Regions from separate parts of the Mus musculus genome. Here all the other regions are linked to region 3. The links are chromatin contacts, called in public ChIA-PET and HiChIP or PLAC-seq maps. All regions are on one chromosome and are shown on one strand. Each heading gives the region's core, a stretch centred on a gene start, on an enhancer-like site or on the middle of the called end of the contact. The rest is flanking DNA. Distances are from core to core; before and after follow the strand shown.

Region 1 (2,700 bases), core at 26-2,525, 630 kb after region 3:
TGTAGCTCAGGATATCTGTGTACACATAATGTACCTCTTACTGACCTAAAACAGAGCAATCTTCATACTTCAACCTTCTAAGTGCAAGGATTACAGACACCAGAGCCAACATGCCATCCTTGCTCCCTCATGTAGGCTGCAAGAGGGCAGACGTTTTAGTCTGTTTACTCTGGTGCCCTACAAGCCTACAGCATTCTTGGTAGTGGTAGTCATTCAATAAATTACTCTCTGATTAAATGAATGGATCCATCAGTTCGCCTTAATTAATGCACAAGTTAGGAACTGTAAATCTGAGTCTATTAAATTTATCTGTGGGCTGGTGAGATGGCTCAGTGGGTAAGAGCACCTGACTGCTCTTCCGAAGGTTCAGAGTTCAAATCCCAGCAACCACATGGAGCCATAACGAGATCTAGCTCCCTCTTCTGGAGTGTCTGAAGACAGATATAGTGTACTTACATATAATAAATAAATGAATTTTAAAAAATTTATCTGCATCCGACAAGTCAGGGAAAGGATGGAAGGATATCTTCTATCTCTCACTTCCTCACATCGTCTCCCTTTTTTTCAGATGGGGTCTCATGTAGCTCAGGCTGACTGGCACTCCCTATGTAGCAGAGGATGGTCTTTTAAGTCCTATTCACCTGCTCGCACAGCTAGAATACTGGGGTTACAAGCAAGCACCGGGACCGCGGTTTGCCTCATGGATGTTTGTTGCTGTTAAGATGGGGCCTTGCTATGTAACTTAGCCTAGCCTCGAATTTGTGATGTGATCCTCCTACCTCAGTCTCCGGAATAAATGCTGAGGTTAACGGGCAACGGCTACCACACCCTGTTTGTTAAATTAAAGATGGGAAAAAATAAAAGAACAAATCAAGAGAAACTCCTGCCTTCATGCTCCAGGTTTTTCTCTCCTATATGGTAGGATCCCAGTCTCCATTCTAGGAAGAGGAGAAAACACTTAACTTTTCCTTACCTCTCTACCAGCCCAGCTGGAGGCGGGAACCAAACTAATCGGTAGCTATGGCAACGCGTCGCGCAAGCTCTTTTTTTTTTTTAAGTAGGACCCCTGATTCTTTCTTAGTCGACTACGATTTTGCCTTTCCTTGTTCCTAAATAATACGTGTTGCCGCTTACAAAGACGAAAGGGCAGGAGGGAAAGAATTTAAAGTTCTTGAGCGCGGCTTGGCTGAGTCGAGCCTCTCTCTCTGTCTCTGACCTTTGCTTTCTGGCGCAGTGTGAGCGGCCTAAGCGCGGAGAGGGGCGGGGCGTGCGTCCCACAAGGCCGCGCGGCGGGGCTTGCCTTCCTCTTTCCGCCATCTTGGCGCCTGTGGAGGTGAGGGGGGTTCCTGCTGCTGAGCTTTGGGGCCCGATTGCTGGGGTGCGTTTAGTTTCATCCCTCACCGAGACAACCTGGCGTCTCGGAGAACCCGACCGCCAGAGGTTTCTGGGGATTCCAGGAGGATGGAGGGCGGGATGGAGGCGATGACGGGCTGATGGTGTGGAGGCCCCGGCCGGGGGAGGAGAGCTCGCTGGTCTCGGTCGATCTCCGGCTCGGGAGGAGAGAATGGGTGCATTTCCCCCGGTCTTACTGGCCCGGGGAGCGGTGGTCCCTGGGAGCTGGGTTCCCCGCACAGAGCCGGATCTCGCCTGTGTTAGCTGCTTTCTGTACTGATGGAGGCATGAGCTCGCCTCCGGGTTCCTTTTGGGGTTTGAGAAGTTAAGTCTCGGGTGAGTCGCCTTCCCACCCGGCCTTTGCCCACGATTCCGAGTCGTTCGTTGTCATTGGTTGTCGGAGCCCTGAGTATTTTGCCAGGCTCTGCCTCTATAGGGGGCAGGGCGTAGGTAAGAGGTCCCCATCCTTGGGACGCCGACTGAAGCCATCTCTCGCGCCGGGAAATAGTGACAGGTGGGATGCGTGCTGCATGACTCTCGGTTGAGCTCTCGGTTTTGTTTTTCAGGCCTGCTGGGAACAGGACTTCTAACAGCAAGTATGTCTGGAAGGTACGCGATCTCACAATAGTCGTTTTCTCCATTTCTGTTTCGTTCTATTAAACGCGAAGCTAAAGTTCAGTGTAATGCGGGAGGGGAACGAGAGGTCTGCTGTAGATAGCTGGAGTAGGAATTGCTACAAAGCAAATCATGGTGGCTTGCTAAAAGATACATGAAAAGTTGTAACGGGGTAGTCATCATGTCTTTCTTAACGTTGTCTTAGGCTGTGGTGCAAGGCCATTTTTGCTGGCTACAAGCGAGGTCTCCGGAACCAAAGAGAGCACACGGCTCTTCTTAAAATTGAAGGCGTTTATGCCCGAGATGAAACGGAGTTCTACTTAGGCAAGAGATGTGCTTATGTGTATAAGGCAAAAAAGTAAGTATGCTCCCATGCCTTTTAATTTTTGGTTGACTAATCTCGTTTTTTCTACTGAAAAGGTAGGGGTGTTAGTGAGAAATTGGTGTGGTTGAGTCTTCCTAGACACGTGAAGAGCTTAGAGGAAATTAGAGAGGGATCTTTTTGTCGGTGGTATGGACTATATAGGCACCATTGGTTCGTAGTACAAGTGTAGAAGTTCCCTGTGTTAAGTCCCTAACATGGTTAAAAACAAAGATTACAGCTCTTAGTACCTTTCATTTTCCTTTGAAAGGGTTTATATAGTACTTTTCAATGTATCTTGATTTGTTTTAGTTACTAAAAATGACAATTAC
Region 2 (2,700 bases), core at 190-2,689, 820 kb after region 3:
CCCAAGTGCTGGGATTAAAGAAGTGCGCCACCACTTCCCGGCTTCTAGCTTTTATTTTTAAACAAAACAAAACAGTAGACAATAATATGGTCTCCTTCAGGCCTTACAAAGCCAGGTGTCATTTCCTCGTTGTCACCCACTGGTCAGCTCACAACGAACATCCTGCCGGCTTTAGGATCTAGTTTTCTGAGATCTCAGAAACTGGGAAAAGATCACAAGATAATGAGAACAAATCTATCCTTGTGTGATTAATAAAATAGTCTTCTGCCGGGTGGTGGTGGTGCACGCCTTTAGTCCCAGCACTCGGGAGGCAGAGGCAGGCAGATTTCTGAGTTCGAGGCCAGCCTGGTGATCTACAGAGTGAGCTCCAGGACAGCCAGGGCTACACAGAGAAACCCTGTCTCGGAAAAAAAAAAAAAAAGTCTTCTGATTTAAAAACATGTTTTCTGGGGGTTTGCCGGACCTAACTAATCCCTGGCGAACAATAAAATACCTAAATACATAAATAGTCCAGGCTCTGTAAGGAAGGAACAGGGAAAGGATAGGAGAAGGGGTCCCTGCATTAAAGAAGTCTAGAGTCTAGCTGGAGGAAGCTGGATTTAGAACAAATTATTGTAAAATAACAAGAGAAAGTGCTTTGAGCATGAATGGAACTTTGCCACCAAGCCAGGGAGAAAACTCCAGGAGGAAGAAATTGTGCTTCACAACCCGGAAAAGGATGTTTGGCAAGAATCAGTTTTGGTCCGAGACCAGGTTTTGTACAAAAATACCAACCCAAAGGTCCCATATTTAGGCTACAGTCAGTGAACATTTCTCTTCAGGTCACCACAGGGAATCTTGCCAAGGGGTAGGTTCAGGAAATTACAAGAGACTTGTAGAAAATTAAATTGCTTTAGCGTCTAAAGTTTAAACACTTACTTAACAATGGCGCTCTCCAGCCTGCTTCAGCCATCTTACCTCTCAAATCTTTAGGCGTTATCTTTTGCTGAATGCGTTACTCAACTCTCTAAAAGTTAATAATTGATGCTGCTCTGGTCTTTGCGAGGGGAAACGGAATTGTGAATGCAAGGTAAGGGCGATGGTCACAAGACAATCTCCCTTTCTTTTTAATGACACAATTACTTGAGGGGATCGCCAATCTGAGTGGCTTCTGCACTTCTTGAGTTCACTTCACTTTAGTTTCTTTATGTCTTTACCGGCTCTCCCAGATTACCAGTTTTGTAGCCAACCCTCTGTAGTCGCCCTAGCTTTCCCCTACCTCCCTCGGTCGCAGGTCTTGGCTGGTGGTCCAGCGTTCTGGGGTCTCCGCTGCCTAGGAGGAGTTTCTGTGGGCAGGGGCGGGACTACCGAGAGCGCAGGGCGGAGCTACCACAAGCAGAGGGCGGGGCGGCTGGAGTCAAGGCCCCGCGCAGGCGCACTGGACTCGCGGTGCCAAACTACAGCTATGGAGCAGGCACCTCCGGACCCCGAGAAGCTCTTGCAGCCTGGACCCCTGGAGCCGCTGGGTGGCCCTGGCGCTGTGCTGGAGGCCGCGGTCGGTGAGGAGAACGAGGGCACCCGAGAAGACGGCTCAGGGGTCGACACGGTGAGGAGAGGGGCGGCGGAGGCTTCCGGTCTGGGGCCGGGCCTAGCGGGCCGGGCCGGGCCGCCCTGGCTGGGTCTGGTGGGTGCGGTCCCGAGACCGGAGGATGACCCGATGCGGAGTGGAAATGGACTCACAGGCGCGGCGTGCCGGAGCGCCGCGTGGGCGTTGTCACGCGTGTCCGTGGTGGCGTGGCCCGCGGTGTCAGTGGGCGCGTCCCCCGGGGTCTGGCCCTGAAGAGGCTCGCTGCTGTTTCCGGCCGGCCGAGGGGGTCGCTGGGAGGCGGCTACACCCTTGGTGAGAGGCGAGTGTGCGCAGTAAGGGGGGCTTGGCCTATGGACACGTCGGGAAATAGACATCAGCGTCACGTTAAAGAGAAGGGACAGAGGAAGAAACATTTGTTGAACTCTCCATTTAGCTGTAATGTCGTTATAATGTTTCCTCCTGCAATCCCCGCCCCTCGGTGATAACTGGTGTTTCTCACCTTTTGAGTTAAGGGAGTGTCGCGTTGTCAATCTGTGAGTGCATCCATCCAAAGGGTCGTGACGGATTTGTAGACTCTGATGAACAAATGTTTAGGAAACTCATTAGCGCCCTGTATTTGAACTCCCTGACCCTCAGTTGCTCAGCCCCTGTCCAGCCATTTTGCTGTTGCCCCCTCACCCCCAGTAGGTATTCATGCTAAGGTAACCCGTACATTTTTATGATTGATGCGTCTCTAGAGAGGACTAAGTTTCGAGAGAGCTAACCAGGAACTTCTCAGCAGTTGGAGGTTTTGACTACTTAAACCATTTATGTGTGCTTATAAGTTAAAGACTTTAACTTTTTGTTTGTTTGTTTGTTTTGTGTTTTTTCGAGACAGGGTTTCTCTGTATATAGCCCTGGCTGTCCTGGAACTCACTCTGTAGACCAGGCTGGCCTCGAACTCAGAAATCTGCCCTCTCCCCTCCCAGGAGTGCTGGGATTAAAGGCGTGCACCACCACGCCCGGCTAAGACTTTGATTTTTGAGAACAGTTTTAAGGTCGCTGTAGAATTGAAAGAGAAATGGGGAGATTTTCCCGTATACTCAGTTCTCATATTCAGACTTGTGCCTTGTCCACGCTTCTTACCAGACTCG
Region 3 (2,700 bases), core at 99-2,598:
GCCCATCTTCCCCAGAGAGGCCCTTGGTGTCTCCTCCAGCTACGAAGTCCTTTTTTGGGGGCATTTTATCTGCCAAGTCCAAATACCTATTTGAACTTAAGTGTGTGTGCTAGCTTTTAATCATTTTTCTCCTTAGAAGCACCTCAGCAGATGCACAAGTTCACCCATCCTCTTTCCTCTCAGTTATCTTCAAGTAAAAAATGCAAACAAATACATAAAAGTCTACCCCCACCCCCCCCATCTTTCTCCTGTAGAGTTTTCTTCCCACTTGCCTTACAGCTACAGAATTGCACAGGGTGTGGCGGCTAATGACCGCACTCTAGAGTCTGAGGCAGGAGGTCCACTGCAAATTCAAGGCCGGCATGGGACAAATAGTAAGGTCCAGGCCAGTCTCGGCAACAGTAAAGGCCATGTCTGATAGTTACTTTTAATTCCCCTCAAAAAGTCTGGAGAGAGAGTTCAGTGGTTAAGAGTTAAAAGCACTTACTGTTCAATTAAGACTAGAATTAGCCCGGCAGTGGTGGTGCACGCCTTTAATCCCAGCACTGGGGAGGCACAGGCAGGTGGATTTCTGAGTTCGAGGCCAGCCTGGTCTACAGAGTGAGTTCCAGGACAGCCAGGGCTACACAGAGAAACCCTGTCTCGAAAAAACGAAAAAAAAAAAAACAAAAAACAAAAAACAAAAAACCAAAAAACCAAAAAAAACAAAACCCACTAGAGTTCAGGTCCCAGCACCCAGGTATTCACAAAGGCCCGTTAACTCTAGCTCCAAGACATGTCACCCCATTTATGGCCTCCGTGGACACACAAAATCTTAGAAGTGTGTTGTGTGTGTGTGTGTGTGGGGGGGGGGGACTCGGCCAAACAAAATCCCCCAAAAGCTCACCGTAGGAAGTTCGTTCCCTAGACTACAGCCTCCTTGTCTGTGCATTTTTGCCCTCGCCTCTACTCCTGCTCCACTACTTCCCGGGTCGATTTCTAGGCTCGTTTTCTGATGAGTCAACCCAGGTCCGAATAACTGGCAGACAGAGGATGAGCTCAGACCCGAGCTCGCCTGACCGAGCCGGCGGGCTCGAAGTCCTCGGGGAGGTCGGACATCGGAGCCCCAGCCCTGCGGAGAAGGCGAGGGGCAGCGGGCGCAGGGGACGCCGGGAGACCGGCGGCAGGAGGCGCCACACATCCGGAATTCCGAGCCCGCCGACCCCGCGCCTGCCTCCAGCGCTTCGGCTCAGTCACCCCACGCGCCCGGCCCCTCTGGAAGCGGAACTACTCTGTCAGGTTGTGGTTTTCAGGAATGCGGAGGTGGCATTGACAAGAGGGCGGGCGGGAGGCGGGACTTCCGGTCCGCAGTCCGGTCAGATGTTTCCCGGGCGTCTCCCCGCAACCCATTTGACTTCGCTAGTCGGTGACGCGGCGCGGGGAAGGGATCCGAGGGGGACCGGAGCCTGGAGGAGTTGAGGTAAGGAAACTCCGGGTAGTGGGTGCTTTGCGAGGACAAAGGCGGGCTGGGAGCGTGAGGGGGCTGCGACTGAAGAGTGGGCCAGTGACAGCTAGGGAAAGTGTGAAGCAGGAGGCTACTGTGACCGAGGTACAATGACAGCCAAGAGGACTGTGACCCAGGGGTGGCCGCTTGTGAGGGGTCTGTGACCCCCGGAGCAGTAAATGCGAGGGACTCTGACCTCGGAGAGCACGAGGCAGAGGCTGCGACGGGACCATGACCGAGTAAGTATGCAGCAGTGACTACCCGGGGACTGACTGATCGATGGATAGTGACTGAGGGGATTGATCCGAGGGACCATGAAGCAGCGGCTGCGAGGGCGCGCTCACCGACAAGCAGCGACTTTGAGGGCTGACTTGGAGGAGAATGTAAGATCAGGAATTGGGGGTGGTGCTTTGCACTTGTGTTTGTGTACAAAGTGTGAGTGAATGAGCGAGGGACCCACCCGGCACAGGTCTTACGAAGAAACCGCACTGGTGTGAGACCAGACCAGAGTTTGAATTTTACGGGCAAACTTCCGTGGGTGAGAAACTTAGTTCACCACTGAGCTAGTGTCTTCGTCAGTAAGCGGAAAGTTCAGAGTTGGATTATGCCACCCAACTCTGAGTCCCAGTTTACTATTGGGCTGTGAAGACAGTTTAGTTGGATGGCAACTAACTAAATACAGACAACTGGTCTACAATAGAAATCCCCGCTGTGTTCACATAGTAAGGATTTATAAAATAGGTTTCAGGTGTGTTTGCAATGATGCTATAAAGTTAGCTTCCTACATCTTACTACGTATGCAGTAAACGAGCTAAAGTTTGAAAACTGGGTGTGGTGATACACAACTAGAATTCAGACACCCAGGAGGCTGAGACAAGTATTTTCAGTTGGGCTTAAAAATTTTGGTGGACTTAAAGTGTTTTGGTTTTGTTTCTTTGCTCTTGCTTGTGAGTTTGTTTCTTCAAGTCAAGGTGTCTCTATGTAGCCCTGGTTGTCCTGGAACTCCCTCTGTAGACCGGGCTGGCCTTGAACTCAGAGATCTGCCTATTTCTGCCTCACCAGTGCTGGCTCTGAGGCATTAATACAGGATCTCACTATGTATAGCCACTGACCTGGAACCATCTAGACCAGGGTGGCCTTGAACTCACAGAGACTCCTGGCCTCTGCCTCAAGATTAAAGGTGCATGCCACCATGTCTAGCTTTTTGCTGTTGTTGC

The links. ChIA-PET counts read pairs in DNA pulled down with a chosen protein or histone mark. HiChIP or PLAC-seq counts read pairs in DNA pulled down with a chosen protein or histone mark.
Region 1: a contact with region 3 is called in an RNA polymerase II ChIA-PET map of memory CD8 T cells, with 28 read pairs. The contact joins the promoter of Rpl35a here to the promoter of Pcyt1a in region 3. A contact is called at or near these places in 1 of 484 Hi-C or Micro-C datasets (CD4 T cells) and 4 of 115 datasets of contacts at active chromatin or transcription factors (astrocytes, effector CD8 T cells, large pre-B cells and 1 more).
Region 2: an HNF4G HiChIP or PLAC-seq map of pancreatic cancer cells shows a contact between it and region 3. The contact joins the promoter of Snx4 here to the promoter of Pcyt1a in region 3. A contact is called at or near these places in 1 of 484 Hi-C or Micro-C datasets (CD4 T cells) and 1 of 115 datasets of contacts at active chromatin or transcription factors (pancreatic cancer cells).

Annotation. Positions count from the first base shown.
Region 1 is chr16:33,055,178-33,057,877 of GRCm38.p6, forward strand. Rpl35a (ribosomal protein L35A) reads left to right here and starts at 1,276. Exons shown (of 5, transcript NM_001130485.1): 1 at 1,276-1,333; 2 at 1,959-2,001; 3 at 2,213-2,365. The coding sequence starts at 1,991. Iqcg (IQ motif containing G) reads right to left here and starts at 1,009. Exons shown (of 11, transcript NM_178378.3): 1 at 974-1,009.
Region 2 is chr16:33,250,017-33,252,716 of GRCm38.p6, forward strand. It overlaps Snx4 (sorting nexin 4), which reads left to right and starts at 1,440. Exons shown (of 14, transcript NM_080557.2): 1 at 1,440-1,585. The coding sequence starts at 1,445.
Region 3 is chr16:32,429,573-32,432,272 of GRCm38.p6, forward strand. It overlaps Pcyt1a (phosphate cytidylyltransferase 1, choline, alpha isoform), which reads left to right and starts at 1,349. Exons shown (of 9, transcript NM_009981.4): 1 at 1,349-1,459.